Linked DNA regions of Sus scrofa: region 1 is linked to region 2. Evidence: chromatin contacts called from public HiChIP or PLAC-seq data. All regions are on one chromosome and are shown on one strand. Each heading gives the region's core, a stretch centred on a gene start, on an enhancer-like site or on the middle of the called end of the contact. The rest is flanking DNA. Distances are from core to core; before and after follow the strand shown.

Region 1 (7,041 bases), core at 4,227-6,726, 240 kb before region 2:
AAGATATGTCTACTGCTCCTTTAAATTATGTCACTTTCGGCTTTACATAGCTTGCAGCTCTGTTGTTTGGTGTATACCTTGACAGATTTGCAATGTGTTCTTCAGGATGGACCATGTTATCATTACATAACATTCCTGTCTGTACCTGGTGGTTTTCTTTGCTCTAAAGTCTACATACCTTCTATTAATACAACCACTCCTGCTTTCTTTGGATTACTGTTTACATGTTATATCTGTTTCCATCTCTTTTTTATATGCCTTTATAAGTACATCTGAAGTTAGTTACATGTAGACAGCATAAAGTTAGGCCATGTTTTTTAAACCATTCTGATGATATCTGCCTTTTATTGGTTAGGCAGTTTATATTTAATGGAATTCTTCACATGCTACCGTGGAGTCCAGGGTCTCCAAGGGGACTTCACTGAAACTGCTCGGGGAGTTCCCATCATGGCTCAGTGGCTGGGGAACCCGACTGGCATCCATGAGGAAGAGGGCTCCATCCCTGGCCTTGCTCAGTGGGGTAAGGATCTGGCATTGCCGTGAGCTGTGGTAGAGGTTGCAGACACAGCTTGGATCCCGTGTTGGTGTGGCTGTGGCTGTGGCTGTGGCCGGAGGCTACAGGTCCAATTGGACCCGTAGCCTGGGAACCTCCATATGCCGTGGGTCTGGCCATTTAAAAAAAAAAAAAAAAAAAAAAAACTGCTGAGGACAACCAGCCCTGTGAAGAGTACCAATTACTTACTCGCCTTCTCTGACAATCCTCTAGTGGTGACTGCGGGGAACTACAGCAAGGCAAGAGTGGACGTCTGCATGCTTCACTTGGCCTTTGCCAGTGCTTGGCTGGAGCAGGAAGGTTATTCTCTAAGAGTTTCTATCTTGTTGGCTGGAATCCTCTGGCTCAGGAGTAGGCTTCTGTTAGGACTTTTTAAAATGTCTTGTGCCTGTCAGCATTCTGGGTTATCAGCTTCTTTAGCTCCTAGTCTAGAGTATATGAGGCAAAAAGGAAATCCAGGTATCTTAAATCATGTCATTCCTTGGGTCCTAAGGTGCCTAGGCAACCTTCCTGATTTACTCCACTGTCAAAGTCTTACGTTTGCATATTTAATTTCCAGGATTTTTAGTTATATCCCATGGAGAGGACTGTGGAAACACACATCTACTCCATCTTTCCAGAAACATAAACTATGGGTCTTTTTTTAAAGAATTCTGACAACCTCTCTTTTAGTTGGTGTGCTTAGATGATATCCATTTAACGTATTCGGTAATATATTGGAATTCAATTCAACAATTATATCATTTAATGGTTGTTCCATTTGTTTTCCATTTCTTTGCTCCTTTCTCTTTTAGATTATGTGAACAATTTTTAGTGTTCCATTTTAATGTATCTGTTACGATGTTTTATTGTATCTGTTTATATACTTTTTTATTGGTTGCTCTAAGAATTATACACCTCACTTTTCACAGTCTATTTAGAAACAGTACTTGAACACTTCAGGTAGAATGTGATGTAAGGTTCTGTCCCTTTAGCCTCCCCCACTTTGTGCTGTGGTTATTTTACATATTACATATACATACTGTGAACAATGTTTTGTTTTCAACCATCCAACATATTTTGAAAACTCAAGAGAGAAAAAGTCTACTACAGAGGTCAGCAAATTTTTCAGTAAAAGTCCAGATAGTAAATATTTTACCCTTTTCAGACCAAAAAAGGCAGGGGTAATGACTGGGAATGGCCATGTGGAAGCTTCTGGAATGCGGACAGTGTTCTATTTCTTGGCCTGGTTGCGTGTCGCACACGAGTTCACTTTGTGGTAACTCAATGACAGTACGTTTTGTTTTATGCACTCGACTTTTGTTAGTAAGTCACCAACTCACTTTTGTTTAGTGCGCCAAACTTTTTTGGTCTTATACCAACCAGTGAAAGTCATTCTGAAACTAAATAGATTAGAGAGACTGAATGAATATGTATCAGCAACCTTGGGACGGAATTACCAAGAAAAAAGAAGGGGTACATAAGTGCATGGAATTCACTGTTCCCTTCAGCCCCTTCTTTCTTGAACAAAATTAACAGTCTGGGAAATATTTACAGTTCTCCCTCGACTTTGAGATACGGAGAATAGCTATTGGATGCAATACACAGAGATGGGAACTGATTCTGGAGCTGGAAGTTTAAAAATGAGAAATGTGAAGAAAGGAGATTACAGGTAGATGAAGTACATTAGAAAAGGGACAAGAGAAGAAAGGGAAAGACGTTCTTTAGTGAGAAAGTCAATAATATGATTTCTGGATTTTTCAATTGAGGACATGAAGGGAAAGGACGTTGAAGAGAGGGGAGAGAAGAGAAACGGGAGGGACGTGAGGAGGAAAAGCCTAGAGAAAGAGAACAATGAAAGGAGAGGGGGGAGAAAAGAAATGGAGGGAAGAAGGAAAGATGCACTAAGGAAAGGAAGTAACACAAGAAAGAAACGTGGTTCAGTGACCCACGGTGGACACCTGATACAAGCCAAGCATTTTACCCACATATCATTTACACCTTGCTGTTCCTATTTTATAAATGGGGAACAGAAGCTCCAAGAACTTATCTTACTCACAGAAACACACCTGGAAACACCAACCCTAGCTGCATGTAACTCCAAATTCTGTGCTCTAGGACATTACTTAATTCCAACAGAGAGGCTAGCTTCATGGGAAGTAAATGTTTATGTGACATTTGAGTCCTGGAAAGAATTACCCTAGAGGGTGCCTCTGTCCTAATCAAAAGTAGAAGACGGTTGATCTTCTGAAACCCTAAATCTCGAATGCCATGGCCCTGGGTCAGCTGTGTGTGATACTCACTGATAACAGGGACATCCCTAATTCTGCCTCAGTATTAGGGACATTTTCAGAGAAGCTAGGGCACACTTTTTTGAGCAAAACCAGTAGAGTACCGGGAGACGTTCTGGTGAAGTTTACAAATAATACTTTATCTTGTGAGAAACTGGGCACAAAATAATGGCTCAGTGTTTAGGGATTTGCCAATTAGCAGGAATGGCAGCGTTAGATAATATATGGGGTAGCAGAGAAAACCCCAGGAGAAAACTCAAGCTGATGAAGTTACCTTGATTTCTTCAGACTAAGCAGAGAGCAGGAACAAATGATCAAAGAGACAGAGAGACCCAGAAGAAAATCATCTCACTTTGACAAAATCATACATGAAGCATAGTAGACCTTATCTTTGCATGTACCACAACCTCGGGGGTCACTTCAGAGTACTTGCCAAAAGCATTCATTAATTCCTTCACTTTAGTTCAAACTTCCGTGGCACTTACTACGGGTCAAAAGAAATGGTGAGGGGACAGATGGGAGAAGAGAAAAGGGGAAAGAGGGACTCCCACGTACTGAGGATGGAGCAGGGACCATGACAGACACCGCCGAGATACTTCATACATACTGCATGGCTCTGGATATTCATTCTTGTTCCAAAACGGCATAAAAACCCAATCAAGCTACCTCCAAGAAATAATTAGAAGTGAAAATCGATAAGGAGAAAATGACTCATATTCTCCGCATTGATTTCCTGTGCGCAGCAAGTCAAACTCGACTGTTGGCTGGAAGTCAGTTTGGCTACTTCTTATTACGTTTTCAGCAGTTGGCTACTCCTGTCAGTGCCTTTCACGCTGGAGCCTCTCTTTGCTCTAATCACAGCTGTCAGCTATTGAATGAGTTTGACACCCTGACTCCAGAAACAAGGGGAGATTCACATCCCACGCATATGCAGCCGGTTCCTTCATTAAAGCTGATGGACATTAGAGATAATATGGTGCCCTGCCACTGATTTCTATAAGCAAAACAAATGGTGGCACAATTAAGTAGGCATCTCCTGGATCAGAAACACCCAGAGAGCCCAAGAATCACACTTGATACAATTCAGCCAGTACTGCTATAAATGCCTATACTTTTATTACTAAAAAGCAGTACAGGCAATCCGTGTAAAGCTAGTCCTACATACACACACACACCAGACTCCTCCCGCACTATCTTGGCTGCCCATTCCAAACCATCTCAGTTGGAATTCCAATGCCGAGTGACAAAGGACCTGAGTTAGCTATCGTGACTTGGTTTTTTTTGAGAAGTCTCGTTTCTTGAAGACAAAAAGGGGGGGAAATGACAGTGACCAGGATCCCTTTCTCTACCAAAGGGGGGGGGGAATTGAAGCAGAACTAGAGCTTCTCAAGAGTGTTTCTGTACATAATGTAAAAATCCTAAACTGACAAGACCAAACTGAAACGGATCATCTAGTCCAAACCCTCCCAGTTCAAAACCATTCCTGGGGAATCCCTGACAAGAACCTATAGAAATTCTAGTTGATGCTCCTACCTATTGCCTGTCTTGTTTGTGGTGAGACAACTTACTGGAAATGGAAGCACAAACCAGATCAGTATTACAGGGATCATTATAGCATGGTCCCTATGAAGATGCATCTGCAACTCACCACTTGTATTTAGTACTCAGTTTAGTAATCAAAGCCCTCTTCAAACCCTAGGACCACATGAAAACACGACACAAAACTTTCCTTCTGTGCCTCACACATAGCTGTGCTCTTCCTCCCAGGCTACAAAGATACACAATGCCCTTCAAACGAGCAGGTGACTTCTGACCATCCCTAACTGCTCTAACTTGTTTCCCCACCAGTTCCTTAAAAACCCAGCGAGCTGCTTTTCTATGGCCCTCGGTAGAACCTCCGACACTAGCATTTACAGTTTTACAGCAACTCAGAAATGTGGGCAAATAATTCTGTAAAAACAAAAATAAAGATCCTAATACACTAAACAAAATTACCAGTATGGAGCAACTCTTCCCACTGAGTGAAGGGCAGCTTGGGGGTGCTAGAAGTACGGAGAATATAAGCCGTAAGATGGCGCTTCACCTACTGCTTTGGGGGTGGGGAGATGTAAATTAATGAAAATACATAAGCTACTACTTTTCGATGCTGCGATATAGTTCTGCTTTAATTAAAAACAACTGTCCTTGGGGGCGGGGAACAAACCTATCAGCGCCGCACGAGGCAGCGCGACAGTTCTCCGAGTGTCACAGGCATCGGAGTCTAGTACCAAATGTCACCTCGGAGTCAGACGGACCCACCCCGGCTTATTTGGTCCAGAGCACGTATCACACTTAGACGGTATTGCTTCGTTTTGTCGCATTCGGCTGTCTCCCGCGCTAGAATGGACCCCAGACCCAGAGGAGAGCCCGGGACGTGGTAGGTGGTCAATAAATCGTTCTTGGATGAAGAAGTGCCTGTTACACGAATGCGTACCTCAAGGAATGAATGAATGAGAGGACGAACGAATGACCCGGAGCCCGGCCTAAGCCCCTCGGTACTCCTCGACCCCAGGTGAGCACTCGGGGCCACGCTCCCCAGCCTCCGCTTATGGCGGCCGGGAGGCGCCAGGCCAGCTCGGGGCGGAAGAACCTGCCTGGCGGCTGCCCGACCCGCAAACACGCAGGCGCGGCACCAACACTTCCGGAAGGTCACTTCCTCCCCGGTCTCCTAGCAACGACTTGGAAGCGTTGTTGACATCCTCGCTGCCGTAGCGCTAGATTGAGCCCAGAGTTTCGCCGCCCGAGCGATGGTAAATCCGGGGTCTCCGTCCCCGACCCGCCGCTCTAAGGGCGAGGGGTTTCGCTGCCCGGCTCCCGGGACCGATCCCGGCCCGGCGGGTCCCGGGGCCCGGCGGGTCCCGGCACAGCGGTGGGCTGGGTGTTCCGCAAGCTTCTTGGAGGGGCGACGCGGAGACCCTGGAGGGACTAAAAGCTACCATGGAAGAGGGGGAAGAATATATCTAGATGGGAAAGCTGTCTTGGGGCATATATATCTAAGGTGGGGGGGTGGTTCTTGCGGTAGTAATTGGGGAGGGAGAATATCGTAAAGAGGAAGAGAGATACGGAGGGGATGAAAGATCCTGAGGGGGATGGGAAATCTCGTTAAGAGCGAGGAAATTTCGAAAAGGGGAGGGGCGCCAAAGAGAGGAGAAAAATCTCCCTGAGAGGAAAGAAAGAGATGGGACTGGGAACGCAAGGGAATGGAGAGAAGGGAGAAGGAGGAAACATTGAGGGGGGGGGGGGGGGGGGAAAGGAGGAGTTCCCTTTGTGGCTCACTGGTTAACAAACCCGACTAGAATCCATGAGAACGCAGGTTCCATCCCTGGCCTCGCTCAGTGGATTACGGATCCGGCATTGCAGTGAGCTGCGGTGTAGGTCGCAGACGCCGCTCGGATCTAGCGTTGCTGTGGCTGTGGTGCAGACCAGCAGCTGTAGCTCTGATTCGAACCACCATATGTCACGGATGGCGCCCTAAAAAGCAAAAAAAAAAAAAAAAAAAAAAAAAAGAAAGGGGAGGAGGATAAGAAAAGGATAGTGGCGACTGAGGAAAGTTTGAAAAAGAGCAAAGTGAAAGCAAAAAGTTGTTGGTTTTTTAAGAAAGGAATGAAAAGAAGATTGGCCATGGGGATTAGGCGATTGTATTAAGAGGTCTCAGAAATCACGAAAGAAGAAAACACATGGGAAAAGAGTGAAATGCCAGGAAGAGCAGAGAAAATTGTTCGGTTAGAAGTGAAACAGAAAAAGAAAAACGAGGGCTGTGGCTGAAAGGATCTGTGGCGTTGTCTTATAGACAAAATGGCAAAAATGTACTGTTAGTGCTCTCCTGTACCGCTATTATGCTTTAGTGCAATGCTTTCCAACGTGAGATACAAACATTAGCTGCAAATACCAAAAAAACAGAGTGAATCATATCAGAGAAAGCCATTCCTCTTTCCTTTTTTCTTTTTTTTCAGCCTTTAGACTATAACCAGGAAGTTTCTGACACTGTTATTTCGTTAATAGCACTGTCATTTCATAGTTTCGATTTTTCACCTGACGAGCAGACCTCAGGCTCAGAACTTTCATTGGTGTAGAATTTAATAATATGCTCTTTCTTTGCTTTGTTTTTATGGTTATTTCTGCCTATGACAAATGATACCAGATTTGCATTTGTGGTAGTGATGTATAGCTTCCTTTTAA
Region 2 (6,337 bases), core at 2,705-5,204:
TTCAGTCTTAATGAATAGTAGTCCGGCTCTCTGGAAGGGGACTCAGCCACACATCTAGAGGGAACTGAGAGCAACCCCTACACATGGTGTGACCACCAAGGAGAGACCACAAGCCAGAGCAGAAAGAGAACAGAAGGTTGCACTCAACACAGGGTGACAAAGGTCAGCCAAGGCACTTCATCGATACATAAGCCAGTCTTTTGTTCATTGATTCGGGCAACAAGTATTTGATTATGTCTTCCTGATACCCAAACATCTTAGCGAATGATTGACTAGCACCCTAGGGGTGCAAACCCTAATGCCTGTTGGACCCAGATAAGTAATGTTAAGAGTGAAACAGAAAGGGAACCTGGTAATAGCGAGCACCAGGACAACTATAAACTAGCTATCACATGGCCCATCTAAAAGTACGCAAATCCATTTTTCTCACCTATCTTCAGGGCAGAGATGGACCAGACCTGGCTCACAGACTACCACTTCACGACTCTTCACGATTCTAAAAGGATCGACCCATATAAAAGATCACCTTTCTATAGGTGATGGCCATAATACACCAGAAGGTAATAACTCAGCTACAGGGGAAGCAAAGTAGAACAATCCAAGAGCCAAAATTTTAGAAACTGAGCTTGCTTCCATATGTCTTCATTATGATTGAAGAGTGCCATTATGTAACCAAACTATTCATTTGCTGGCATCTTTAAAACCAGCACCTCTTCCTTAAAAGATGCTATGCAGGGAAGGTTCGCTCTTAACAATTGTCTGAAGTACCAATGAGAAGCTGAAGAATCTCTATAATCCACATCACATCTTCCCCATGAAGGATCAAGGATAGTGTCAGCACACACACAGGTGAAATGCATCAATTCCAAAGGCAATAGCTGTTACTCAAAATGTGGTTTCTTGGCCCGCGGTTAGGAGAAGCCATGTTATATACTCGTGAGTATAATATTTAATTAATATGGTATCAGTTTTCTTCTCCTTTTTTCTTTAAAGGTCAATGTACCAGATATTCCAATTTTTATCCTTAAATCGACATCTCATTTTTTACCAACACCAACTTTATAGTTAGAAATACATACGCTAATGTACATTTGGCACTTCTTAATTGTTTTTACAGCTAAATTTAGACAACAAATTAAATTCCTCAGTACACGTTATGTAATGTAGACAGAGGCTATAAAAATGGTGACATTGGTTATATTCTCGTAATGCAATTTAGCCCTTTTAGTAATGACTACGCAAATGATCAGCCACAAGAAAACTATTTTATATCTAGTACCTACTATCACGGAAGTAATTATTATTATTGTCTTGCTTACTGAACTTCAGTAAGAACCCCTGAGGTGCTTAAATACTTCCAGTAGGCTGGTATGAAAACGCCCCTCTTAACAGACTCATCTGGCAACTATAATTATCAATTTTAAGGAGGGCATTTCGGATGAACATTAAACAAGAAATTATCCCCAGAAGGTTCCTAAGTTCCAAACTTCAAAGGGAGAAATATTGACAGCTCCTAATACGTCCTCTTAATGTCTTCTTGATGCAACTTTTCACCCAGGCAAGGTCAGCAGCTCTAAGATGACTCAATACAATGGGCGGAAAATCCAGGCTCCCAAGATGAGCTTTAGCCCTGAACAATATCTACTTTTGGCCAATGTCTTAACAGTGCTGGTTATACTTCAAGAAGCTCAATCAAACATCCCATTTTACTGTGCTTCAACGTTTGGTTTCAGAAATTGCTCCACCATCCCGAAACAGGTCAAAGTACTTGGGTGACCCACTGGCCACAATCTGACTCTATCCAACTTCATCCTCTCCATCAGCATAGGGATGAGGAAGGCAGGAGAGTAGAGAAGAGGCCAAGCTGCATCATTCTTTCAAGGAACCCAGGAACATCTCAGCTGGATGGTTCTGCCCTAGGATCTCTCAGGGGCTTTATGTCAAGATGTTGACTGGAGCTGAGAACATCTGAATGCCTGACTGGGACTGTTGGTTCTGTTTCCAAGGCTCACGCACAAACTGAGTTAGTGCTGGTTGTTGGCAGGAGGTCTCAACTTCTCACTACATGGACCTCTCCTCTCATGACATGGCACCTGAGCCCATGGGCTAGTGGTCTACGACTGGGCCTCATCAAGTCCAGAATCATCCAAAAGGCCCTGGTTGCCCAGGAAGCTGGAATGGTACCTTGCCTGTTCTCCATTCTTCTCTCTCGCCAGCCAGCAAATCCACCACCTGAAAAGCTTCAGGTGTCCAGAAGGCCCAGAGGAAGAAGTTCATTGTGTGCGAATCACCCCTGGAATCCCTTACCCAGAAGGTTAATTCCACCCCTTGGGGTGCTCATCTCAATTTAGCCAAAAGCCTTAAGAACCAGGGCTAGTGTTAATGGATTTATGCGCAGGGGAATCCAGGTCCAGGCGGAGCTCTGAGTCTGGTTTCTTGGAGGATCAGCAGGCCTTCTGGTTGAAGATGGCTGGTTTCTTAGCTTCCTGAACCTTTTCTTGAGGTCAACACCTCTTTGGGGCATTCTCCCCAGAGGGAGGGGGCTGCTTCTTGTTTAGTCCACTTGTCGGGAATCCAAAAGCAAGAATGTTTCTGTCCAGAGCTAAAAAAATCTAGCTCCCAGAGGCCATGGCTATTTCTCCATTGTTTCAAAGATGCCAGACTGATGTCTTCCTTGACCACTTTTGAGACGCTTTCAAAGTATCGGATGCTGGACACTACCTGTGTGGACCTGGAGACAGGTATCCACTGAGGGTGACACTTGGCCTTGGAAGCAGAGCTGGCATCCCATGTCCTCCAGCAACAGTGTTACCACCCACCACCAACTTCCATGTGCTCCTCCTTCCACCAAGGACCCTCTACAGCGCCCCCTCTCGTCCCCGGTGAGCACGACACCCGCAAGGACCGCCCCCACGCCCCAGCCCCCAGCCGGTGGCGGGGGCAGCAGGTGGGGGGAGGGGGGAGGTGGCCTGGTGGCCCGGGGGAGCGGTTTAGAGGGTGTCTCCCGGGCCCCTACCCGGCCGCCCCCTTCGCAGCCGCCCCCCCAGGACCCCGGCTGGCTCCGGCCGCGCTCCACTCCGTCGGCCCGCTCCCCTCCCCTCCCGCGCCCCCGGCCCAACCCGGGCCGCGCACCCCCGGCCCCGCACCCCCGCCGGCCGCCGCGCGGCCCCCCGCATTCTCGGCACGTCCGGCGCCGACTTTTACCTGTACTTTCTGCACTCGAGGCGCCTCGTCGGGCGAGAAACACCTCCCCGGGACCGCTACCTCCCCCGCCCCGGCTCCGCCCGGCTTCCTCCTTCCCCTCCAAGGCCGCAAAGTAGATGGAGTAAGAGAGTGTGTGTGCGAGAGAAAGAGAAAGAGGGAGCGGGCGCGGGCGCCGCGGGAGGGCGGGCGGGCGGCGGGCGGGAGGCGCGCCCGGCCCCCGCCGCCCTCCGGCCGCCGCTGCCGCCGCCGCCGCCGCCGCCGCGGGCTCGGCAACTCCGGCTCGCGCCCGGCCCCGGCCCCGGCCCGGTCCCCGCCGCCCGCCGCCCGCCGCCCGCCCGCCGCCCGCGGGCTGGGGCCGGCCCGCGCCCCCGCGTCCCCGTACCTCGTAAAGGTCCCCAGAAGCCATGCCAGGCTGCGGAACTTGGCTCGCCGGGTGTGCGCGTCTGCTCGCTCGCGCCCTCCGTGCGTGTGCGCGAGGGGGCCAGTGTGCGCGTGTGTGTGCGCGCGTGTGTGTGTGAGTGTGTGTGTGTGTGGTGTGTTGAGTAAACTGTGTTTTTGCAGAATGACAGGCTTGGGGGCTGCCTATGCGCAGAATCAGAGCGGGCGGCGGCGGGGCTGGCGTAACCGGCAGCGGCGGCGGCGGCGGCGGCGGCGGCGGCGGCACGAGCGCGGGCAGCAGCGACGGCCGCGCAGCGCGCCCGGGAGGCACCGACGCGGCCCGAGCGCCGCGGCCCCCGCGACCCGGCGACCCGGCGGCGGTGGCTGCGGCGGGCAACGGCTCGCCCCGGCGCCGCCTGCAGGAAGCCGCCCCGCGCCCGCCGCCGGCCCGGACGCTGCTGCTGCCACAGGGCGAGTCCCCGCCCCCCGGGAGCCCGGCCCGGCCCCCCGGGCGGGGGGGCGGGGGCGGCCGCCCGGCCGCGCCCCGGGGGACCGGTCCCGGAGCCGGGGAGCGCCCGGGCCCGCCCCGCCGCCCTGGGCCGGCCCCGGCGGCGGCCGGCGGGGCCCCCCGGGGGTGGCGGGCCAGGTGCCCGCCGAGCGCACCCGGCCCCGGCTGCGAAGGGGCGGCCGGGAGGCAGGTAGAGGGCTGCGGGGCCCGGTGGGGAAGGAGCCCCCGGCGGGCTCGGCCGGCCCGGGGGCCTCACCTCTTCCCCCGCATCCCGGGGAGCAAGGGGCCCCTCCCCGGGAGACCTGGCCCCTCGGGGCTCTGGGGGCCCCTCCCCGGCTTCAGGGCCCCTCCCTCCAGTCTGGTTAGTGAGATGTGGAGGGAGGAGGGACGAACTGACCCCTCCAGAGGCTCCCGAGAGAGCCAGGACAGCACCCCGGTAAATCCTGGAAAGTCCTCAGAGCCGGGCGTGGCCTTCTTCCAACCACCCCCAGCCCCCATCCATTCACCATCCATTTCATCCATTATTCAACAAACATCTTCCAACGTCTACCCAACTGCATTGTGTTCCTTGGTAGGCATGACTGGGACCCTGCCCACCAGGGACTTTGAAAGCAAGAGGAGAGATTAACCACACGACCGTGAGGAGGATTCAGTCACTCGGCAAAAGGGAGCAAAAAAAAATAATCGCTCCTACTATGTGCCAGGCTCCAGCGAAGGAGGGACCTGGGAAGCTCTCTGAAATGCAAATACGTTGTCATGTCTTCCTACTTGGGGAATAAGGGGTCACCTTTCTGTTTAAGATACAATTAACTCAGGACCTGGGCAGGCAGGCTGTTCTGCAATTGGAAGAAAGGTCTTCCTCGTCCCCCCACCACTGGTCACTTTCTCCAGCTGTGACGTGGACTTAACTCACATCCTCCCTCGGTCCTTTCCTATTTGTGAGACTTGGGCCACGTCACGCTACCCATCTGAGCCTTGCTTTCCTCATCTCTAAACTGGAGATGGTAGCACGCACCCAAGGGAATGGGAGAAGTAAACAAAGGATCTCTGTATATTTGAAGTGGCCTCTCCCAGCAGAGTTCCACAAGGTTATTTGTGTTTGAATTTGGACCCTGAACTGCCCTTGTGAAGAAGGAGATGGCAAGGGGAAATTACAACAAAGGGAAGGGTTTAATCCAGGGCTTGTCCATTTTTAAAAGTCACCAAATGTTTCAGTTTAAAAAAAAAATCCACAAAGTTTTCTTGTCCGGCTCATTCTAGGACACGTGAGTTTGCATATGCTGTTCCCTCTGCCTAGAACGTCCTTCCCCACTGAATCCATCTGGAAAACGCGTCCTCTTCCTTGTTTTATCTTCGAATCACAAGCATCTATCCCTATTCCTGACAGAGTGGGTACACAGTATTTGTGGGACTATATCAACAAAACAGATTTTATACCAATTTCTAGTTAAAATCCAACATTAAAATAGTGGGGGGGGGAACTGTGGAAATAAAGTGTATTTGGTTTAGAAACTGGAAATTGTTATGAGTTCTCTATATCCATATTCATACTGATATTTTCCCAATGGTCATGGTTTAAATAATAATAATAAGTGGTTCTCTATCTGTAGGTCACAAAACAAATTTTAATGATCCTTAATTTGTACTTGGGAATAAATGCACTACCATAGCATGAGGATGTAATTTGGAAGTGGAAGGCAAGAAAGAAACTGGGTTTGGAAATAATATGCTCAGCCAAATTTGAATATATAATCAGTAGTTTTACAAAAACACCAAAAACTTCACTTGCGCCGGCCAAATACTCCCTGGGAATGCGAGCACAATTTAAAAAACCTTCGTCTAGACAACAATTGTTTACAGAGTTCCCAGAAGGGGATATTCACTGTGATTGGCACACTCGGAATATTTTATGGGGGTGGCGGTGACAAAATGGATCTTGAACGCTTATGGCAAAGGAGGGACAGCGTTTTGCTCTGGAGAAAGAGGGAAGGGGAAGGGGTAGGCAGTGCTGCAGTGGGGCGGGCAGGAGTGAAAAGACTAGAAGATTGATTCGAGGAAGTCTCAGGCCATTGGATAACGAGGGTGGGTCTGTTCGTGGAGGGTCTTGAACATCAAGCTAAGAAGCCTGCAATTTGGCCAGGCAGCCATGAAAAATTGGTGAACATTTTTGAATCCATCCGAGGCATGGGCAACTAAAAGTGTGCATTAGAAGACAAATTCTAGAAGAGACATGAGAAATGGGGTTGG

Evidence for each region. HiChIP or PLAC-seq counts read pairs in DNA pulled down with a chosen protein or histone mark.
Region 1: an H3K27ac HiChIP or PLAC-seq map of alveolar macrophages shows a contact between it and region 2. The contact joins the promoter of DYNLRB2 here to the promoter of CDYL2 in region 2. A contact is called at or near these places in 2 of 5 promoter capture datasets (fetal liver and liver), 4 of 47 Hi-C or Micro-C datasets (blood, embryonic fibroblasts and skeletal muscle) and 2 of 2 datasets of contacts at active chromatin or transcription factors (alveolar macrophages and skeletal muscle).

The regions. Positions count from the first base shown.
Region 1 is chr6:7,659,815-7,666,855 of Sscrofa11.1, reverse strand. DYNLRB2 (dynein light chain roadblock-type 2) reads left to right here and starts at 5,476. Exons shown (of 4, transcript XM_021097077.1): 1 at 5,476-5,612. The coding sequence starts at 5,610. The region is part of intron 8 of CDYL2 (chromodomain Y-like protein 2); the gene reads right to left.
Region 2 is chr6:7,418,094-7,424,430 of Sscrofa11.1, reverse strand. CDYL2 (chromodomain Y-like protein 2) reads right to left here and starts at 3,954. Exons shown (of 10, transcript XR_002345297.1): 1 at 3,587-3,954. It overlaps LOC110261264 (a long non-coding RNA gene), which reads right to left and starts at 3,302. Exons shown (of 2, transcript XR_002345302.1): 1 at 3,205-3,302; 2 at 1-2,731.